2 separate regions of the Muntiacus reevesi genome follow, and region 2 is linked to region 1. The links are chromatin contacts, called in public Hi-C maps. All regions are on one chromosome and are shown on one strand. The core of a region is the stretch at or near the end of the contact, and the rest is flanking DNA. Distances in the headings are between cores, read along the strand shown. Region 1 holds the start of RPS3 (ribosomal protein S3). Region 2 holds the start of XRRA1 (X-ray radiation resistance associated 1).

What was found. Hi-C and Micro-C count contacts between places; a contact is called where the count stands out from the background.
Region 2: a contact with region 1 is called in a Hi-C map of blood, with 2.3 times the contacts expected there. The contact joins the promoter of XRRA1 here to the promoter of RPS3 in region 1. A contact is called at or near these places in 2 of 3 Hi-C or Micro-C datasets (blood and muscle).

The regions. Positions count from the first base shown.
Region 1 is chr9:36,775,598-36,781,579 of mMunRee1.1, forward strand. It overlaps RPS3 (ribosomal protein S3), which reads right to left and starts at 3,298. Exons shown (of 7, transcript XM_065944865.1): 1 at 3,181-3,298; 2 at 2,238-2,368; 3 at 1,886-1,979; 4 at 266-360. The coding sequence starts at 3,210. LOC136176119 (small nucleolar RNA SNORD15) reads right to left here and starts at 2,638; the gene lies at 2,489-2,638.
Region 2 is chr9:37,138,180-37,144,161 of mMunRee1.1, forward strand. XRRA1 (X-ray radiation resistance associated 1) reads left to right here and starts at 2,624. Exons shown (of 18, transcript XM_065944144.1): 1 at 2,624-2,784. It overlaps SPCS2 (signal peptidase complex subunit 2), which reads right to left and starts at 2,457. Exons shown (of 5, transcript XM_065944563.1): 1 at 2,308-2,457. The coding sequence starts at 2,421.

The DNA.
Region 1 (5,982 bases), core at 2,048-4,547:
GCCTACGGCATTCCTCCTATGGGAACCTGTCTACAGCACAGCTTGCACATAGTGCTCTACTGTAACACCACCCACTTGTTTTAAACACTTGCGTCTTTACTAGTCTTCCTAACTAGGCTGTCAGTTTAGTGACAACATGGATTGGCAATGTCTTATTGTTAAAGTCCTCAGAGACTAGCTGAGCCTGTCACAGAGTCCACTTACTAAATTAACAAAATAGCTGATATACTGGTTCACAAAAGGACACAATCATAAGGGCTCTTACCTCCGCACAGCAAGGCCTCCTAGGAGCTTGTAACGCAGAGATTCTGCCTGGGCAATGGCACACAGTCCTCTTGTGGCTACCTTTTCAGCATAAAGCTTTAAAGAAACAAGGCACATTCTTAAACTTGTTACACTCACCACTGTTTTCAACTAAAAATCAGCACATTCATGATACAAACAGACACCACTCTATGTATCACTACACTTGTTCTCATTTAGTGGCTGAGTGTGCAACCCCACTGATTACAGTCAACCATGCTCCTCTGTCCTTGGGATTCTCCAGGCAAGAATACTGGTATGGGTTACCATGCCCTCCTCCAGGGGTTCTTCTTGACTCAGGGACTGAACTCACATCTCCTGCACGGGCAGGCAGATTCTTTACCAGTAAGCCACCTGGGAAGCCCTTCACTGTACTATTCAGTTCATTTCAGTCACTCAGTCGTGTCCGACTCTTTGCAACCCAAAGAATCGCAGCACGCCAGGCCTCTCTGTCCATCACCAACTCCCGGAGTTTACTCAGACTCATGCCCATCAAGTTGGTGATGCCATCCAGCCATCTCATCCTCTGTCATCCCCTTCTCCTACAGCCCCCAATCCCTCTCAGCATCAGGGTCTTTTCCAACGAGTCAACTCTTCACATGAGGTGGCCAAAGTATTGGAGCTTCAGTTTCAGCATCAGTCCTTCCAATGAACATCCAGGACTGATCTCCTTTAGGATGGACTGGTTGGATCTCCTTGCAGTCCAAGGGACTCTCAAGAGTCTTCTCCAACACTACAGTTCAAAAGCATCAATTCTTCGGCGCTCAGCTTTCTTCACAGTCCAACTCTCACATCCATACATGACCACTGGAAAAACCATAGCCTTGACCAGACAGACCTTTGTTGGCAAAGTAATGTCTCTGCTTTTTAATATGGTATCTAGATTGGTCATAACTTTCCTTCCAAGGAGTAAGTGTCTTTTCATTTCATGGCTGCAGTCCCCATCTGCAGTGATTTTTGAGCCCCCCAAAATAAAGTCTGACACTGTTTCCACTGTCTCCCCATCTACTTCCCTACTACCAAAGTATTAAAGCGCTTCTAATGCCCACATCTAACACACACTCAGGGACGTAGACTGAAGTGAACCATTCCTCATTTTTCTTCTACCCTCACCTTTCCACAGCCAAATCATGGAGATCAATTGGCAGCCAATCTCTCCTATGTATCATTACTATATCCTAGATGGATATAAATTACTGCTGCCTGCTTATTAAAAGAACTTCAACAAAATACCAATCCATTTGTAATACTCACTGATCACAAGTAACTTTTCAGGGTGATAATAGGAGTTTTCAGAAGCACCATCCTAAAGAGGGCTTCCCTGGTGACTCAGATGGTAAAGAATCTGCCTGCAAAGTGGGAGACCTGGGTCCAATCCCTCGGTTGGGAAGATCCCCTGGAGGAGGGCATGGCAACCAGCTCCAGCATTCTTGCCTGGAAGAATCCCCATGGACAGAAGCCTTGGGTCCATGGGGGTCACAAAGAGTTGGACACGACTAAGTGACAAAGCACAGCACAGCACCATCCTGAAGAGCCATTTCTAGGCCCACAGTAGCCTCTGGCACAAGCCAGGATCACTCACCTCTACACTGCCTTCAGGGAAGCCAAACCTCTTCTGAACCACAGCAGTCAACTCCCGGATCCGCCGGCCCTTCTCACCAAGTACATTCTGTGTCCTGAGAAAAATGAAGAGCAACAATTCACAGCTCTCATAACATTACAGATGTAGTTTTAAATCTTGCACATGTGTGGCAATTCATCTGACACAAAGAAGTATAAATTTTGGATGACAAGAATTAAGAGATCATTTTTTTTAATGCAGCTTAAAAACTCATTCACTAAGACTCAATTGTTGTTCTGCTAAGTTTACAAAACAAATCACCTTAGAGCAGATAACAATTACACATGATGACCAGAAAAAATGAATTTTTTACCTGGTGGCCAAGATAATGATTTCTGTCCTGGTTGGCGTAACTCGGACCTCAACTCCAGAGTACCCATCTTCAGCCAGCTCCCGAGTGAGAAACTCGTTCAGTTCAGCTTTGAAGATGCCATCAGCGACAAACTAACCAAAAGTAAAATGAAAATCAGGATCTGGACATAGGATCACTTTTCTAGCCCAGTCAATGCAACCCTAATCAAAATTCAACACCTCCAACCAACGTTCCAGAGGAAATACAGCAACCCTTCTCAGACAAATGCCTCTACGTCATCTTCTGGAAGTTAACTTTGACCCAGGCCCTTAAAACTGTGCCACAGAACGCGGCACAGGGTAGGGGGCACCTGGACAAAGAGAACACCTCCAGTCAGACTCGTCATCTCCTCTTCATTGAAGGGTTTTAAATTAAACCGTTTTACCCAGGCCCCTTCCCTCTATTTCCCCAGAACTTTTCCTTGACCCCCAGATAGAACAAGAAATTGTCAGTAACCTTCCCAACTGAGGTCCTCGGGGTCAGAAGGCTGCACCCAGACACGCCTGGGAAGAAGGCAAGAAAACACTGCTACCTCCCTTTCTCAAAGCTATGATTCGATGAAGGAAAAGGCTCATGCCCTCAAAACATCACGTTTACTAACTTTACTAACTACTGACTAAGAAAGGCTCACAAGCGCTCCTCCAGGGCACGAGGAGCCCTCAGTGCTCATCTCTGGTCTCCGCCCGGAACCGGCAGAAATCCGTCCCTCCTATCCCAGCCATACTGCTCTCGGCAGCCACGGGCCTGCGCTCAATCCACCGCCATCCGCAGCCCACAGGAAAGCGACACAGTCCAACCGCTGCCCCGGGTATAGCGAAGAGCTGTAGGTCTCGCAATAGCACCCAGAGAAGCTCCTGACCCGCGAAACGCGACAGTTCCCTGCAACCGGGCCCCAGGATCTCACCTTCCTCTTCTTGGAAATTTGCACGGCCATCTTGCCGCCGCGAGCCGCCGAAAGGAAAGGAAGTGGCAAGCGGGCGGAAGTGCGTATAAAGGGCGCTGTGCGACGACAAAGAACTGCGCGACCTCGACGCCTGTGAGCGTTCATGGGAAGTGTAGTTTTCACTTTGGTAAAAGGAAAGAGAAAAGCGCGGTGCAAGGGTTGATGCTTTTGAACTGTGAGGTGTTGGAGAAGACTCTTGAAAGTTCCTTGGACTGCAAGGAGATCAAAGCAGTCAATCCTAAAGGAAATCAATCCTGAATATTCATCGGAAGGACTGATGCTGAAGCTGAAACTCCAATACTTTGGCCATCTGATGCGAAGAGCTGACTCATTGGAAAAGACGCTGATACTGCCTTTAGAAAGCCTAAAGGCAGAGGAGAAGGGAAGGACGCAGAGGATGAGATGGTTGGATGGCGTCACCGACTCAATGGACATGAGTTTGAGCAAGCTCCGGGAGATGGCGATGGACATGGAAACCTGGCGTGCTGCAGCCCATGGGGTCGCAAAAAGTTGGACACAACTGAGCGACTGAACAACAACAACCATATCCAGAAACCTGGGGCTTCCCAGATGACACTAGTCGTAAAGAACCCACGTGCAAATGGAGGAGAGAGAGATGATGGTTCGATCATAGAGATGAGGGGTCGATCTCTAGGTCAGGAAGATCCCTTGGAGGAGGGCATGGCAACCCACTCCAGTATTTTTACCTGGAAAATCCCATAGACAAGAGGAGCCAATATCTCAATCAGAGCTTAAAAAATTCAGAGTTTAGAGTCCAGTTCTCATCAGTTTAAAACCAGGTATAAACACACACTCATCTGCTCACTTTATTCTTTAATGAAATAAAAGAATAAAAAAATAAAAGGGCTTTTCGGCTGAAAGCCCTCAATGAAATTCAGTGAGGCACATATCTCTTCCAATTTGTGTCCATTTCCTCTGTTGCAAACTGATAATAATAATATATATAATATGTATTAAATATTCTAAGGACTGTTTTAGGACCTTTATATTATTAATTCATTACCTCTACCTCACATTCATAAAGTCTGTCACAGCTTGTAACAGAAGTCACGATAGTGGCTCGCAATTCTTTTTCAATTAAAAAAATTTCCCCTTACAGATTTTATTACAAAAAATTTCAAACATACAGAAAAGTTGAAAGAATTTTACAGTGTACACCCATATATGCATCCCTTAGGTCCTGCAATTAACATTTTTTCCATATTTGCTTTATCACATATTTATCCTTTCCTCTATCCACCCAACAATGCATCTTTTGATACATTTCAAAGTTACTTTCAGACATCAGCACGTTTCATGCCTTAAACCTCCCCAATAGTTTTTTTTTCAGTTTTATTGATAAATAATTGACATACATCAATGTATAAGTTTAAGGCACACAACATAATGGCTTGATTTACTTATATCATGAAATGATTACCACAAAAGATTCAGCTAACACCCATCATCTCATATAGACACAAAAATAAATTGAAAACAGAAAAAGTTTCCTTGTGATGAACACTTTCATTTTAAATCTGAAGTTTGTTTCTATTTAAAACATTAGAAAATTTCTTTACAAAACTGTTTTACATTTTTCTTAAAAATATAGAAAATCTATCAAAATTGTGGCCCCACATTTTCTCATAGCAGCACTCTCCTTCCCCGTTATGTGGGAAAGCGTTTTCCAATGTGCCACGGTTCCTGGCAGCTTCGCTCACTGATTGTCTGGTCCTAGAAGCCATCTGAGCTTTTCCCCAGCGCTGAAACAGCTCTAATACTGAGATGCTCTGATCCTATAATCGTGGACTTAACAGAATTCTGGGGGGAGTCTGTATAGAGGGACCAGGGAAGATGGAAAGAAGTGGATGATCCAAAGGGACTTGCTGTGGACCTAATGTACCTTCATGATGGATTGAGGTTGAGGGGAGAACTGAAAATGACATCCACGCTAGATGCTTAGTGACAACCCTCACTGAGGTAGGAAAATCAGGAATAGGCTTTTTCTCCATGTCATCTCACTCTGTCACTTCCTCTAGGATTGGGCCTTTTCTAGCTATACCTGTAACTAGCATACTCACCTCACTGGGTTGGAATGGCCTGTTTATGCGTTTCTCCTACTAGACCATAAGCTTCATAAGTGCAGAGACCAAGTCTGTTTTGTTCATTACATCCAGAGTCTAGGATATGGCCTGACTCAGGCCTGGTGTCAATCAAAGTTTGATTGTCAAAGAAATTAATTAATGAATTTTGGTTTTAGATCAGTTCTTAGTAGTGTGGCTCATATAAATTTCCTTGTCTCTTACTGGAATACCCACAAAACCAAGTTGTAGAGACTCAAAGCTAAGGATCAGACCATGGAGAGTTCTTTGATGTAAACACTACCTCTGGAGTCTCCATGGTAGCTCATCTCCTGCCCCTTCCCAACGACGCAAGAGGATGCCTGCCTGGGTATTGTCCTCTGGTCCCAGGAGAAAACCCATGAAGGAAGCCTTTATCATGATGCCTTCCTCTTTATGTATTATAAGAAGACATTATATCACTCAAAATCACACTGTAAAAATAATAGTAGTCACAATACACTGAATTCCCATTAAAAGTAGGGAATGTCCTGGTGGTCCAGTGGTTAGGACTTTGCTTTTTCCCAAGGGCCCAGGTTCAATTGCTGGTCAGGGCACTAAGATCCCACAAGCTGCTCCATGTGGCCAAAAAAAAAAAAAAAAATATCTGACTTTGGGACTTCCCTGTTGATCCAGTGGTTAA
Region 2 (5,982 bases), core at 1,374-3,873, 360 kb after region 1:
TCAGTCAACAGAGTACCTGAGAAACAACAGGCACTAACCATACACCTTTGTTCAAGGACATTTTTACCCGATATGCCATCTGTCTCTCAAAATAAGGTCCCAGCTCCACCAGGGCTCCCACCCCTCCTCAAATGGATCTCACAGATCATTCTCTCTCTCACCTGAACTTCATAAAAAGTGCACAAGTGAATGCCAAATTATTTTATGTTCAGTATTTTGGACTTATACTCTGCTATACTATTTTCTGACAGCAGGATTTTTTTTTTTTTCTCTGCCATTACATATCTGAATTAGATACTCTTAAGTTACAGAGGTCATTCATGTGTATCATCTCATTTGATTCTCCCCCAAACTCTAATATTTCAGGTGAAGAAAGGAAAACAGTGACATTAAATGACTTGCTATTCTTCATATTATTACTTTTCAGTAATCACTGCCTTAGCAGACTGTCCATGCTTAATATCTGCTTGAAGTGAAGGAAAAAGCAAGAGCACTCAATGGGACAGCATGAACACAGGCCATGAGGTGTTCACCCAACAGGAAAACAATTCCCAATGACCATCAATCCCCAATACTTTCACATAGCTTGGAGCAATTTCCCATCCCAACTGCTGGATAAGAACAGGCCAGAACATGTTCCTATCTCTTAAATGTTAAGAATGTATGTATTTATGTGTGCTCAGTCCCATTTGGCTGTTTGTGACCCCATGGATTGTAGCCTGCCAATGGGATTTAGCAGGAAACCCCATCTGTCTATGGGATTTCCCGGGCAAAGAATACTGAACAGTATTTCCTACTCCAGGGGACCTTCCCGACCCAGGGATTGAACCTGAGCCTCCTGTGTCTCCTGCACTGGCAAGAGGATTCTTTACCACTGTGCCACCTGGGAAGCCCTAAAAGGGTGCTGTACTTATGGCTAAATCGTGTCCAACTTTTGCAACCCCATGGACTGTAGCCCGCCAGGCTCCTCTGTCCATAGATTCTCCAGGCAAGAATACTGGAGGGGGTTGCCATACCCTCCTCCAGGGGATCTTCCCCACCCAGGGATCGAACCCAGGTCTCGCTTTACAGGCAGATTCTTTAGCACTGCAGGCAGATTCTTTACTGTCTGAGCCACTAGGGAAGCCCGTGTAATTCAAAACCAATTACACCCAAAAAGGGAAGCAAAAAGATCTCAATAGGAACCCCTCAATATGATCACCTACTCATTTCTTAAGCACTCAGCAGGTGTTAAACACACAGAAGTCTGAAAACTGTTTTCAATGAAAAGTTAACAATCCTGACTATGTTAAAAACCCCAAGCTTATCATTTCTCATCAAACTGACCCAGGATCCTACAATGAGAGAATTGGAAGAAACCTTAGGATACATTCATTTTACAGATAAGGAAATAAGACACCGGGAGAAGAAGCACATTTCAAGGTCACACAACTAATCAGAGGCAGAAGCAGTACTAGGACCCGGATCTCCACCCAATTGTTTCTTTCAAAATGCTATGTAAAGGGCAAGAAAGGCCAACTCAGGAGAATTTTCATTTTTCCTTTAAGTCCCTGTTGCTAAGCCCGCATTTAAAAAAAAAAAAAAAAAACCTGGATGGAGAAAAGGGAAAAGAGGTCAGCGTGAACAGGTAGCAAGCATATGCCTCCTATTCACCCAAGACACATTCACCTGGCCTGGTAGCAAGGCGAGAAAGAGGGGGAGGAGGTGCGGGGGTGGGGGGGAGTGTAGAAGGAGAAGGGGAAAAAAAGATAAATCTTAAAGACTTCTTGTTAGGCCGTAGGAGAAGTCGGTACTCGAGGTTCAGTATTCAGGTATTGGGATAAAACGCCTAGAAACTTCAGGAAGCAAAAACCCAAGAGCACTTTGGAATCTGCAGCAGCATGCAAGTGTGGCAGTCGTCGTGGGGAGCTTGGAGACTACTAACTTCGAAGAGTTGCTTTCATTCAGTCGAGATTCAATCTTCCCTGTCCGTGAAATGAACACATTCAACAGTGGCCCCCCAGCACCACCGAGGAAAAGCGATGGCGCTCTGAAATGTGGGGCTAATTAAATTGTCTTAAGAAGCTGTAGTGGCCAGCATTTAGGAGGAACACTTCCCAGAAGAAACAAAGTCCTCAAGAGGAGAGAGCCCAGGTTTGAGCTATGTAGGAAGCTAGCTACAAGCACCATTTAAGGTTCCCACCGTGGGCCAACGAGAACTCCCTCTGAGAAGCCGCAGAAGAAAAGGGGGGCGAGGATGGGAAGAGGGGTTCGCCGCCTCCCTGGCGCTCCCCAGGCTTCGACTGTCCTCAAGAATAGACTTCTCACCTTGTCCAGTAAGCCGCTACGGCTACTGCCTGTCCCACAGCCGGAGCCACCGCCAGCCCCACTACTGCCTCCGCCACCACCGGCTCTCCCGCCCTGAGAAGCCGCCGCCGCCATCTTGCTTGCCTCTGCGTTTCCCTCCCCTCCTAAACTTGTCCGAAGCCGATTGGCTGAGACTGACGCCGTGACGTACTGCGCGGAGTCCATCGGGATCCGTAGTTGGAGCTGGCTGATGCGAAATTGCTAGCGGAAGTGGCCGCGAGGCTTGCCGGGACTTGTAGTAATTAGAAGCTCCAGCCTTCGGTTGCCGTCTTCTCGGCCAGCCGCCGCGTCGCGGTTACTAAGAGGTTGGAGAGGGTGGTGGCAGGCGCCACGGTGGAGCGGCTCCGAGATTCCCGAGAGGCTCAGAGGCGCGCATCCCGCCCGACCGGGACGTCGCCCCCGCGGACATCTCGGAGGCGGAAGCGACGCCGGAGGCAGGTGCGGCTGGAAACTTAGTTTGCCTGAGGGGTTAGAGTCTCCGCCGCTCCACATGTAGTGTTTCCCAAGGATGGGAGTAGGAGCTCGTCCTTATCCTTTTTTAGCCTTGTTATTGCACTTACTGGTTTTCTGGTGACTATCATCTTATTTTCGTGATACAGAGAACTCACAGTCAGAGTGCCTGTTGCCTACCAGGCGCTGTCTCGGTCTTCAGTGCCTCTATATCCATCCTCATTTAGTACCCGGACGGAACAGTTAGATGAGGAAACTAAGGAACTTAACCAAGGCCAGATAGCATGGATCAGAACCTAGTTTAGCAGTCAGGTGTCATCAAACCCGTGCCATGCTCCCTTTGTTACCACCTGGGGTCCTTGGACTCTTTAATCAATAGAAATTGATAAGAGGCTAGCAAGGAATTCAGGCAATATTTTATTGGGACTCCACTTGCAGTAGGCTTCCCTGATAACTCAGTTGGTAAAGAATCCTCCTGCATTGCAGGAGACCCCTGTTTGATTCCTGGGTAGGGAAGATCCCCTGGAGAAGGGAAAGGCTACCCACTCCAGTATTCTGGCCTGGAGAATTCCACGGATTGTGTAGTCCATGGGGTCGCAAAGAGTCGGACACGACTGTGTGACTTTCACTTTCCTCTTGCAGCAGCAGAGAGCAAAGCAAGAAACAGTTGTGTGTGGGGGTGGCGAGTGACCTTGTCCTTTAAATGGGGTGAGGGTGGGGAGCCAAATGGGTGAGGAGTGGCTTACTGTGGTCTGCCCACACCTTTTGTGGTGCTGTGTGCAGGGATCATGCACAGTATCCTACTTTTGCTCCTGGCACCTCAGAAGTGGCAGTTGGATTTTGGCCTTTTTATGTGTTATTGTTCATAATTTGCCCCACGTGTGCATGCATGCAGTTATTTTTAGTCCCTTCTAGTTTATTTGTATTAATATTTTTTTGCTGTGCAAAGAGGTGTTTGTCCAGGTACTAGCACTCTAGTAAAGGGTCCCAGGTCCCAGCCTATATCACCTTTGCCTCTCTGCCTTTACAGTTTTCAGTTCAGTTCAGTTCAGTCGCTCAGTCATGTCCGACTCTTTGCGACCCCATGAATCACAGCATGCCAGGCCTTCCTGTCCATCACCAACTCCAGGAGTTTACTCAAACTCATGCCCATCAGCAGTTTTAGGATGTAATAATATTCTAAATTTTTATTAAATTTTTTACACAATATTTATTGAGCACCAACCTTGCTTGCAGCTGTACTAAGAGATACTAGGGGATCAGAAAAGACCTGTTCCCTGAGTTACCATGTAACAGGATCCAATACACTATTAGCTACTACATTGCCTCATTTTTTTGTTTTTGATCCCTATGAAATTCCTCGTGGTGGTTTAGTAGCTAAGTCGTGATAGACTCTTGCGACCCCATGAACTGTAGTCTGCCAGTCTCCTCTGTCCTTGAGATTCTCCAGGCAAGAATACTGGAGTAGGTTGCCATTTCCTTCTCCAGGGGATCTTCCCAACGTAGAGATTGAACCTAGGACTCCTGCTTTGTAGGCAGATTCTTTACCAACTGAGCTCAAGGGAAGCCCTTGAAATTCCTCATATAAATGTCCAAATCCCTGAGCAAATTAAGTACTTACTATGGAAATGTTAGATGCAGTTTCTTCATCTATGTGAAGCAATCCAGTCAGATGCCTCTGTAGCTTCATGTTTATCTTTTAATAACTTGTTGAGTTTCAAGACCCAGCTCTAATGTCACCTGCTCTGTGAAACCTTTCCCGATCCTCCTCCTTTCTTTGCAGACAGAATGGAGAACTCCATAGCATTGTGTTCATGGTTCTGTTTGGTTCAGTAAGCACTCAGTTGTGCCTCTTCAGTGGCCCAGACCCTGTATGAGGCATGGGTGATAAAGATATGGTTAGGACCCAGGCCTGGCCATGAGAGGCTCCCAGCTTGAGGTTGGGCTGTGAGGAGTGGGAAACAGATAGGTAAGCAGGCCACTGTAATATAGTGTGGCACAGTGCCTCCATTAAGAGGTGGGGTAAGATGGTAGCACAGATAAGTCAACCAAAGGAGGAGGATATACAGGGAAGCTTTTTGTATGAGTCAGGCAAAGAAGAGGGGCAAAAGTGTGATAGGCTAGAGGGATGGAAAAAAAGCAAATGTATGCAGATGAGAAGCATTAGTCTGTGTATGTGTGTATTTTGGAACTGGGAGACACTACCATCAGATTGAGATTAGCTGCTTCACGTTTGAGATAGAGACGAGAGGTGGCTGAAGCTAACAGGTAGGCAGCCTGTAAGTCTGGAACTTGGTCTTTCTTTTTTCCATCACACAGGTAAATGTCATACTTTTCTTAGGGATTTCTTCCTAGACTCTGTAACCTTAGGGTTATGTGCCCTTCCTAACGCGTTAGTCATAAATCTTCACCTTCTCATCTGGTATTCCTCATAGGAAACTGTAATTTCCAGGATACTTAGTGAATATCTTTTCCCAGATTGTGTCTTTAAGTTTTGTCTTTGCTGCTTTTGTCATGCATAAGTTTATTTTGTGTAAATGGTTGTATAAATGATCGTTTCCTTTCTAATTTGTGATTCGCACTTCCTATTTAATCTATCTGGCCCCAGAGAAAACTAACCAATCTGATCACATGGACCACAGCCTTGTGTAACTCAATGAAACTATGAGCCATACCGTGTAGGGCCACCCAAGACGGACGGGTCATGGTGGAGAGTTCTGACAAAACATGATCCACTGGAGAAGGGAATGGCAAACCACTTCAGTGTTCTTGCTTTGAGAACCCCATGAACAGTATGAAAAGGCAAAAAGATATGACACTGAAAGATGAACTTCACAGGTAGGTAGGTGCCCAGTATGTTACTGGAGATCAGTGGAGAAATAACTCCACAAAGGATGAGAGATGGAGCCAAAGCAGAAACAACACCCAGTTATGGATGTGACTGGTGATGGAGTTAAAGTCCGATGCTGTAAAGAACAGTATTGCATAGGAACCTGCAATGTTAGGTCCATGAATCAAGTCAAATTTGAAGTGGTCAAACAGGAGCTGGCAAGAGTGAGCATTACCATTTTAGGAATCAGCGAACTAAAATGGACTGGAATGGGTGAATTTAACTCAGATGACCATTATATCTACTACTGTGGGCAAGAATCCCTTAGAAGAAATGGAGCAGCTGTTATAGTCAAC